2 separate regions of the Columba livia genome follow, and region 1 is linked to region 2. Evidence: chromatin contacts called from public Hi-C data. All regions are on one chromosome and are shown on one strand. Each heading gives the region's core, a stretch centred on a gene start, on an enhancer-like site or on the middle of the called end of the contact. The rest is flanking DNA. Distances are from core to core; before and after follow the strand shown. Region 1 holds the start of TBX2 (T-box transcription factor 2). Region 2 overlaps BCAS3 (BCAS3 microtubule associated cell migration factor).

Region 1 (4,684 bases), core at 1,156-3,655, 220 kb after region 2:
GCGAGTGCGTTTGCGACGTTTACCGATGTGGGGGGTGCGACCAGAGGTCCTGGGCCCCCTGGGCTGGGGGCTAGGAGACTTTTCCTTGCTGCAGTCGACCCCGCTGCCTCCAGGCCCCGATGGGCCGGCCCCATGGAGCTGTGGACAAAGTGTCTGCGACACAGTCGCCTCCGGCATGGGGTGATGCCATCCGGAGCAATGAGAGGCTCCGGTTTTACTTTGTGAGGGGGAATTAAAAAAAAAATACAAGCAAGCCCCCTTTTTGCCAAAGCTGCCGTCAGCAGTTTTCCGCGGCGGCGAGGAAGCAAAGTCCAAATCGGGTCTAAATTTCAGTCCCTGTTCTCCGTTCAATGGTCAGCGGGACACCCCCCCCCCCGCCCCGACCCCGCACCGCGGCCGGTCCCGGCTGGGGCAGCCCCGAGGGGCCGCGTTGTGCCCGCCCCGTCGGGCGCGGTGGCGGGAGCGGGCACTGCAGGCAGAGGTGAACCTGCCGCGGGACACGGGCAGGTTGTGACCGCCCCCGAGAATAACCCGGGCTTGGGTTTGGACTCTGCGTGGAGCAGGGAGGCAGCGAGCGAGGATCGCTATCGACAGGATGAACCGGGATGGGGAGGGGGCAGCCAGGGTTCCCCGCGTCCCACCCTGCACGAGGGGCAGCGAAACGCGGCCCCGAAGGCTCGGAGCTGCTGCGGCCGCGCCTCGCCGCGCATTCGCGGAGCAGTAGGGCCGAGGGGGAGAGCGGGTCGGGGGGCAGAGGAGGGGGCCGGCCCCCACTCCCTCGTCCCGCCGGACCGCAGCGCAGGCGGCGGGGGCAGGAGCCTTGGAAGGATGGCAGGGCGCTTTTTGAAGATTTGGGGGTAAATATGAAGTGACAAGAGACGGGTCTTTATTGTGAGGGCTCAGCCGCCTGGCGCCAGGGCCCTCTTCAGCCACCGCGGCCCTCAGTTAATCAGCGCAGATCTCCAAACCGACCTCTCCGCGGGGACACCCACCGCGCCCGCCGCCCCCCCGAGCCCCGGCGCGGCGGGACCGGGCCTAATCCCTCTGCAAACAGCCCCGGAGTGTCTCTCTCCGCCTTATCTGCCTCCCTCTGCCCGGTAAACAGCCCCTCCGCCTGGGCACAGCCGCGCCGGCGTTCGGCCGCGCACCGACGGCGGGGTCTGTGCCTCTGCCGTGGGCACGGGGCTGCGGGCGGACCCCCCCATCCCACCCGTCGGTGCGGCTGCCGGCAGGGCGGGGGGCGACGGCAGGGAGCGACTCACCCGCGCTGGAGGTCGCCACTCGGGGCCTCGCCGCCGGCCGCCGCTCTCCGCCGGGCTCCCGAAGGCCGCCCCGTCGGCGCTGCGCAGCATTGCGCGGCGGTGCGCGGCTGTGCGCGGAGCGGCGGGCGGGGCGCGCCCCACCTCGATCCGCTCTCCAGGATCTGTCGTAAGACGGCAGCCGCCGAGCACTCCCGGCCGCTCCCCCCTCCCCGGCCCGCCGCCCCCGCACAGACCGGTGGGGGCCCTTTGCCGCCGCCCCCCCGCCCCCGAGGCCGGGCGGACCCGGGCGCCGCTCCCCGCTCCGCCAAGGTGGCTCCGCGCTGTCCCCGCACCGGCGGCGGCCGCTCCCCGGCCGCGGCGCAGCCAGGGCTGACCCGGTATGCGGAAAGGAGCCGGGGGTGGGATTTCGAGCACTTTTCTCTGTCATTGGTTAATATTTTATTCTGTTGACATGTTTTCTTACTGCCGATGCTTCCGACACCTTCTCCTTTTTTTTTTTTTCTTCTCCTTTTTTTTTTTTCCCTTCTTCCCTTCCTCCCTCCCTCCGCGACCCCCCCGCCCCGCGCCCCGGAGCTTGGCCGGAGCTGTCAAAACCACGCCTATGCAGATCCACAATTGGTCTGAAACGCGTAAAATCAGCAATCAAGGGGGCTTGGCTCATTAGCGGGCGGATCAGAGCAGGAAGGACATGTGAGATAGTCACAGTTTTACAGAGATCAGGACAAGATCTAACCGTTTCCACTCCGGCTCCTTTAGCCATGAGCAACCCTCGCCCCAGCGCCGTCCGCGGAGCGCGCAGCCGGGCCGGCCCCGCCGAGGCGCAGCCAGGGCCCGCGGGGGTGTGAGGGCAGCGCGGCCGCCCCTGCCCCGCCGCGCCCCGCGCCGCTCCGCGCAGCCCCGCGCCGGCTTTTGTTTCTATTTTAGTGTTGGGAAGGACTTTACCGGGAGGGCTCTCTCCCTCGCTCGCTCTCCCTCGCTGCAAGAACAACAACAAAAAATAAGGACCTACTGTCTCCCCTCCGCAGACCGGGAGTCCCAGGAGCCGGGAACTGCCTCTCTTTTTTTTCATCTTCTTTTTATTTTTTTTCCAGATCTAGTTCCGCTGTTTTTTGGCTTTTTTGTGTGTGTGTGCGCGCTTTTTGTGTGTGTGTTGTTGATTTTCCTTCCTCTTCCAGAGACTCGACCGAGTTCGCTGGGCAAGAGAGAGAAAAAGAAATTAAACCCGCACACACACATTTTTGTAAAGGGAATCCCTCTTTTTCTCCTGGATTTGTGGATGCACCGATGAGAGATCCAGCCTTCCCAGGGACTGCCATGGCTTACCACCCCTTCCACGCACCCCGGCCGGCCGACTTCCCCATGTCCGCTTTCCTCGCAGCCGCCCAGCCTTCCTTTTTCCCCGCTCTGGCTCTGCCTCCGGCGGCGCTGGCAAAGCCCATGCCGGACCCCGGCCTGGCCGGGGCGGCCGAGGCCGGGCTGCACGTCTCGGCCCTGGGACATCACCACCAAGCCGCCCATCTGCGCTCACTCAAGAGCCTGGAGCCCGAGGAGGAGGTCGAAGACGACCCTAAAGTAACGCTGGAAGCCAAAGAGCTTTGGGACCAGTTTCACAAGCTGGGTACCGAGATGGTGATCACCAAGTCCGGGAGGTAAGAGCCGGCCCCGCGCAGCCCCGCGGAGCCCGCCCCGCACCTGCGCGGCCGCGCAGCGCCCTCGCCCCTCCGTTTCGTCCCGCTTCCCCCGGTGCTCCCCAAATCCGCCTCGATTAATTCACGCGGGGAATTTCGATCCCTGCATTTTTTTGTTCGGAGATATTTACACTCCTGGCTTTCCCCATACGCCCCAATTATTAGTTTTCCGAGTGCGATCCCAAATTAAATTTGTGCGCGCTAATTGAGCGCCCGTAATCCCCCGTTGTATTTGTTTACGCCGCTGCCCGCCGCTTCCTTTCCTCTTGCCAAACTTTCCCCGCGACCGGGGTCGTCCCCGTCCCTGCCCGTGTCCTCGTCCCCGGGGGAGGGCAGCGCCGGGGCTGGCGGGGTGCTGGGTGAGAGATTCGTCGCAGGACAGGGAAATGGGCTGAAATCCAGGATGCGTTTTCGTTCACTATTTCCCAGAATGGGATTTTTTAGCATTTTCCCAACTTTCTGCCCTGGGTGAGGGCAGCAGAGTGGGGTGAGAAGCAACGGGACGTTAGAAAGGCTGGAAATCCTCAGTGAAGCTAAACTAAAAAATGGTGGTTTCGGAGCAGCCGCCGAGGCCGGGCGGTGCGGGGCGGCTCGGCGGGGCCGCGGCCGTCGGGGGTCGGCTGCGGGCAGGCGGGAGCAGCCCTGTACCGCTCTGGGTCTCTCCGCAGGAGGATGTTTCCCCCGTTCAAGGTGCGTGTGAGCGGCCTGGACAAGAAGGCCAAGTACATTTTGCTGATGGATATAGTGGCGGCCGACGATTGCCGGTACAAGTTCCACAACTCCCGCTGGATGGTCGCCGGGAAGGCCGACCCGGAGATGCCCAAGCGCATGTACATCCACCCCGACAGCCCGGCCACGGGGGAACAGTGGATGGCCAAACCTGTTGCCTTTCACAAGCTCAAGCTCACCAACAACATCTCGGACAAGCACGGCTTTGTAAGTGCGGCTGCGGGGCAGAGCAGAGCCCCCCGAGCAGGGACCCCCGGAGAAGGAGTGGGGTCTACCCGGTGCCGGTCTACTCTGTCCGGGGGAAACAGCTGGGCTTTAATGGCTTCTCCCCACACGGCAACAGCACAAGCGGGGCTGGGCTGGACGGCGGGGCCTTGCCGGGCCCTACACTGGCCTGGCTGTCCCGCAGCCCCCCGGCTCCTGCTCCTACCCGGCACCGAGGGACAGCTCCCCACTGTCCTGGGGATGACTCCCCCGAGGGGAAATGGAAGGCCTGACTGTGGGCAGCCTTGGGATCCCCTTGGCTCTCTCATCCCCACCCTTCGCGGCCTGTTCTGCCGCCTTTCCCCAGCGCTTGGGACTCTGCGGGGAGCGGGATTTGGGGGGGTGGATGTGCGGGGCCGAGGCCGTGTCGGGGGATGCAGGGAGGGCAGCCCCGACGGGGCGGCAGCCGGGCAGGTTCAACCCAGGCTGCGCTGCGGACCGGGCCGGGACCGCGATGCTGGGGGCGGCAGCACTTGCGGTGGGTTTTTGAGGCCGGGAGGCAGGACCGGAGCCCTTGGCAGCTGCGGCTCCTCACCGGCTGCTTCTGAAAGGTTCCCAAACGCTCCTATTATTTCTCCTGTTGATCATATCTACATCACCTGCCGCAGGTTAAAAAAAGAAAGCAAAACCAACCAACCAACAGAATAAAAAATAAAGGCAAAACAAAAAAAACAAAAAGCAACAGCCCAAACAAAATAAAACAAAAAATATAGAGATTTGGAAAGAAAGAAGAAAGAAACG
Region 2 (5,142 bases), core at 349-2,848:
GTACAATAGCATTACTACAACCTTAGGCCAAAAGTCCGGACTTCTGTGAGCAAAGCGCTTGCTTTTTATCTTCCCTTTTGATTAGCAATTGTAACCTATCGATGTTAACTTGTGATTAGCTTTTGTTCTTGTAAATATTTTCAGAGTTCAGGCTTTGTAATATTTTTCTCACTTGTTTTTTAACTCCTGGTTTCAAAATGAAACTGTTTGCTGTGTATATAGTAGCAAGGCCATCTATTTACATTCTGTTGGGAGGACCCTCGAACTGTTTGCCCACACAAAGCGGGGCTGTGCTGGCGCTGGGGATGAGTTCATTTCCAGATGAATCAGAGTTTGGCTCTGTTCTTTTTAGCAGGGTGAAGTAAACTGTTAAATAGAGGATGATAAAGAGAGATTTCCTTTGCACCTTTTATAGCTGTCACAGACTTTTGTTTGGCTTTTTCTGCCTGTTAATCCAGCGAGGTTGTATTTTTGTCATTCCGTTGTATTGCCAGAGCGCGTTGTCAGTAACATCTGAGGGAGGTTGGGAGCCTTTTATGGGATTTTACTATTATAGGACTTTTCTGATACGAGTTGCTTGTGGGGCTGAACATCAGGGTAAAATATGGCCTTATGTGACCTTTTTATTTGTATAAAATGGGGTTTATGGCACCTACCTGTCTCACAGGTGCACTGTGTGCATTAATGGATGAGGAGTTAGAACTATGGCCGTGATGATGTGAATGTATCCCCGTTGTCTTTTGGACACCGATATGTGAACAGCAAGGAGCGTTTAGCCATAAAAATTGTAATGCTTTGCTTGGCAGATTGAGAACCCTGTATTTCTAATTTTTAGTCTGCAAATTAAAATTTACAGTATGTTATTATCATTACTTCTTACCCCACCAATAAGTTAAGGTGTCTCCAGCTCTACTCGGAGGTTTTTCCTGTTGTTGACTGCAGGAATTTCCAGTTTCAGAACACACAATAACATAGTAAGTTAAGCACACGTTGTACCTATAGCTACACACCCGCACCTACTAAATCCATTCAATAATATGATATTCTCTGAATTTGTCTTGTCGTTTAGTTGGGGATTGAAGTATTTATGTGGATGGTGTAGTTTTGCCAATAGACCACTCATAATACACAGTGGTTGTTTCATATTTAATACCCGTGCTGAAATGGAATACATCAATTTAGAATTATGAAAAACCATGTTGTTCTGTATGTATTGCATTCAGACTTGTATTTAGCTCGTTCTAAATATTTTAGTATAGCACATTTTTCACTGCAAAATCTTTTTAAATCTTAAAAATCGGAAAGGTTTCCTCTCACTTTTCCTTCATTGGTTACAATTGCAACATGATAAAAATCTAAGCATGGAACTGGAAGTTTGGTAAACACGCAGTCTCAGATGCTTTAAATATTTTCATGTTACTTTTCACTATTTCTCAGAGTGAAACTCCTTTTATTAGAAGAATTCTTATGGGAAAGCAGAGTTGAAAGGCCTGACATCACCAGCCCTTCCTGAAACACAGATTGGTTTCCTTTAAGTAACACTCACTTAAGAAACCACCTATTTAGAGACAGGCGGACAAAAATAGTTTCCAAGAAAATTAACTGTATAATAACTTCAGGCAGTTCCTTTGCAGGGTTGAGCTCGGGAGCTGTAAACACCACTTGAAAACAGTCGTTTGAAAAGCCTCCGTTAAGCTTTCATTTCTCTCTTTGTAAATTGTAGCTTCAGTCACCAGAAAATAGTTTTTTATGAGAGTATAGAAACGATAAAGATGCGGAATAGGCCCATTTTTTTTTAAGGTAGTTTTAATGTTGCGATTTGTTTAATCTTCCACAGCGTGACAATTGGGTAGTTTTATTTAAACCTACTTTTAAATAATTTATTTTCCAGCGTCACCTAGATCTCTTAAATTTGGCTAAAAATCCCTTGTGGGCTGTTTTTCCCGCCTCAGTGCCGAGGGCGGGCCTGCAGGGGGCGCCCTCCTCCCGGCGATGCCGCCCGGCCCGCCCGCTTACAGCGCCGTTCCGAGTGATAGTTATTACTATTATTATTATTATTATTATTCACCTCTTCTGTCACAGCAGTGCATCTGAGTATTTTATAGTGCATATAGCCTCATACCAAACAGCCCTAATAAGAACAAACCATTTTTTTTGTTAACGGAGAATTACATTGCAGTCGCCGAGCTGCTCGTATAAATCCTCCACTGTGCTGCCTGTGTAGTGATTCTCCTGATTTCACACACTCATGCAGAGTTTCTCTTTACACTAAGAAGCCAGTTGGAAGGTAAAGAAATTGATTTACCTGGCGGGTGTTTTCTGCTAATGACTTTTGGAGCCTGTTGCTTCCTCTGGGAAGGTCACAGGGTGTGCGAAGCCTCTTGGCCCTGCACCCAGAGCCGGGCCAGGAGCTCACTGCTTGTCAATGAGCTGTGTTTTTAGCTGCCTTTTTTGGTTTTCTAATGGTTGGAGAATCAGTGGAGCGAAAGAAGTGTGTGGTGTATTTTGGATAGTTTCTGAAGTGGAAGGAAAAGCTCCATTCCCTTCAGGTAAGTAGGGAAGTAGGCGGATAAATCCTGTCACAAGGGAAGCTCGTGTCTCTACATAAAGTGTTTTAGAAGCGGGTTTTGTAAGTGGTGTCGATCTGAGACTGCGGCAAATGTATGTTTGCCTTTACATTTGAAAAAAGGTTGCGAGTATTCCAGATAAATTGAAAATTGAAGGCGACTGACATAGAAGGGAACGGCAGTTCTTGAGATGGGAAGTGTAAAAATAGATGGCTGAGCGATTTAGCGCAGCAAGCGCTGTGGTCGGAGCAAGCGGAGCGGCAGAGAGCGCCATGTCCAATGGGTCGGGAGGAGAAGGGCGGTGGAAGGCAAGGGGAGCTGGATCAGCACAGATGTGCGCGTCCCACCGACGTTTTCCTGTCAAGGTGGATGATTTCAGCCTTGGAAACATCAAACCGAAAACAAATTTCTATAGGGTTAGGGGTTGATGTGGCAGCTGCACATCCTAGGAGAAGCGTTTACTGGATTTTTAAGTGTTTTCTCTGAAAATGACTTAATAAAATGATATTTTGGGATTCTATTGTTATTTCAATTTTTCCCTCATTTTACTTCCTCTTAATTTCCAGTAAAATCTCACCAGTTAACCAGATATATAAAGAACAGGCTGGTGTATTTCCTGCTCATACATCGTGAGTAATAAAGGCATCCTACAGACTTCACCTCGCTTTTGAATAGGGTTTTGCAGTTCTTGCCAGTTGGAAATTGCTAATTAGCGATATTAGTGATGCACAAGAAGGAACGTGCTCAGCTGCGTTGTGGCTTCTCAGGATGCTTTATGTGTCTGCCCAGGACACTGTCTACACTTGTGTAGAGCTGGACAGTGGTTTGAGGAGAAATGGGTCGCCGAGATGGAGCTTTGAAATGAGAAGCCAGCTGAGAAGAGCTGCTCGCTGAGGGAAGGAGGAGTTTTCTGGGTGATGTTGGTGTCCAAAGCACAGAAGGGGAAAGGCTGGGATGGGGTCGGGAGGAGAATCCGAGGGGTTTGGCACAGGGGGGACAGCGCGCTCCAGAAATTTGTTGGTGGGTCAAGGAATGTAAGTGGCTCGAGGGAGCTGCCATCAGCGAAATGACAAAAAGTAGCTTTGCTCACCTGATACGAGCCCGTGCCAGGTTGGATCAGAAGGCGAGAAAGTAGAAGCTAGAGTTTTTCAAGAGACCATATCAGCGGAAGGAGGAGGTTCAAGTGTGGAGGGTGTTGTATGACAAGCAGGAGGGAAGGTGGAAGCATGTGAAGGTCTGTGGTCGTAACCAGCCGGGGAAGGAACAATCGCTGTCTGCTGGACCTGCTGAGCTCGGGCCCAAACACCTTGTGCTGCCCCAGCATGGGGTGTCCGTCGGGAGCCCCCATGTATGGAATCTGTGATTCATTGCGTAGTAAATGCTGCTGCTCCTGTTGTCTTGGAGTTTATTATTCTTAAGTAAGGCATTTAAATCAACTGTGCATTTTTGGTAGCCTGAAAAACGTAAACACTTTATGGAAAGAAACGTAAGCATTAAGATTGGAAATAAAATATACTTGTATCTTTTAAAAGGTTTATCTTTACCCTTAAATATGCTGATTGGGCTTATTCTTTTTTGCTTAGTCTTTGTGGGCTGTTAAAATCTGTTGCTTTTTCCCATCTCAAGGAAATGCATCTTTGACACTTCTCATGACCTGAGTCACGATGCTGTCACAGAGCCAGAAAACATCCTGAGCGGTCATGGGGAAAAGAGCCGAGCAGCCGAGGGGTGCGGCGGGCGGGGGCGCAGAGATCGCTGCGCTCTGCTCCGGTTCCTGTTCTGGGGGTGTCTCAGACAAGCCATTTATTATCATTATCCATGGATATTATTATCAACTTCTCATATGTAGTGGTTCTCAAGGCACTTTTATTTTTTTTGCATATCTTGCGATAAATACTGTGTGTTCAACCTGGGTTGAATTCGGATGCTAAAATATTTGAGCAAATTGTTGCAGCCAGAGGAAGCGAAATAAAGGCGTAGGTAAAAAAAAAACCCCGAATGTATTAACGTGTAGTTTATCGTCCATATAAATTCTAATATGCTATGCCGAGCCCTTTGGGGAAGGAGCTGCTATTAAACTGTCCCTACCTCCTCACCCAACACAGCTGCACACAAAGGTGTCCTTCCGAAATTCCCAGACCAGTCATTGTGCAGTTTCTAACCAAGCTGACCAGTTATTCTGACTCTGTTGTCCTAATTAAAAAAATAAAGGGTACATAATGGCGATTTTATTCTGTATCATTTGGAAGAGAAGTCTGAGATGCCCCTATTTTCTACATTTCACAATGCTGCAGCAGCTCGGAGTCATCCCTGAAAGACGGCTTTGAGCTGAAAGCTGTGTTGATATGAATTATGACTGATAGACATGACAAGGGGCAGTAATCCTACATACCGCTTTTCTCAAGCGCTTCATCATTGTTCCTGTTAGTAAAATTCCCGTGTGCAAGAAACTGGAGTAACAGAATCTCTACCCGGCACCTGGAAGCTGCTTGTACAGTAACCAGGTTAGTGGAGCGTGAAGTTGGAGCTCACGTAGCCCATTCCTGGAAGAGTTTGCAACAGTCCAGGGCCGTGG

The links. A called contact is a pair of places that touch in the nucleus more often than the background predicts.
Region 1: a Hi-C map of liver shows a contact between it and region 2, with 4 times the contacts expected there. The contact joins the promoter of TBX2 here to the enhancer-like site in region 2. A contact is called at or near these places in 2 of 2 Hi-C or Micro-C datasets (crop and liver).

The regions. Positions count from the first base shown.
Region 1 is chr20:2,348,852-2,353,535 of bColLiv1.pat.W.v2, forward strand. It overlaps TBX2 (T-box transcription factor 2), which reads left to right and starts at 2,406. Exons shown (of 7, transcript XM_065036763.1): 1 at 2,406-2,911; 2 at 3,619-3,886. The coding sequence starts at 2,547.
Region 2 is chr20:2,130,838-2,135,979 of bColLiv1.pat.W.v2, forward strand. All of the region lies in intron 15 of BCAS3 (BCAS3 microtubule associated cell migration factor), which reads left to right. Among named protein-coding and RNA genes, the nearest start is that of BCAS3, 79 kb to the left of the region's middle. Within about 2 kb of position 1,599, at least 1 of the 3 cell types and tissues checked has an H3K27ac peak away from gene starts, as active enhancers do.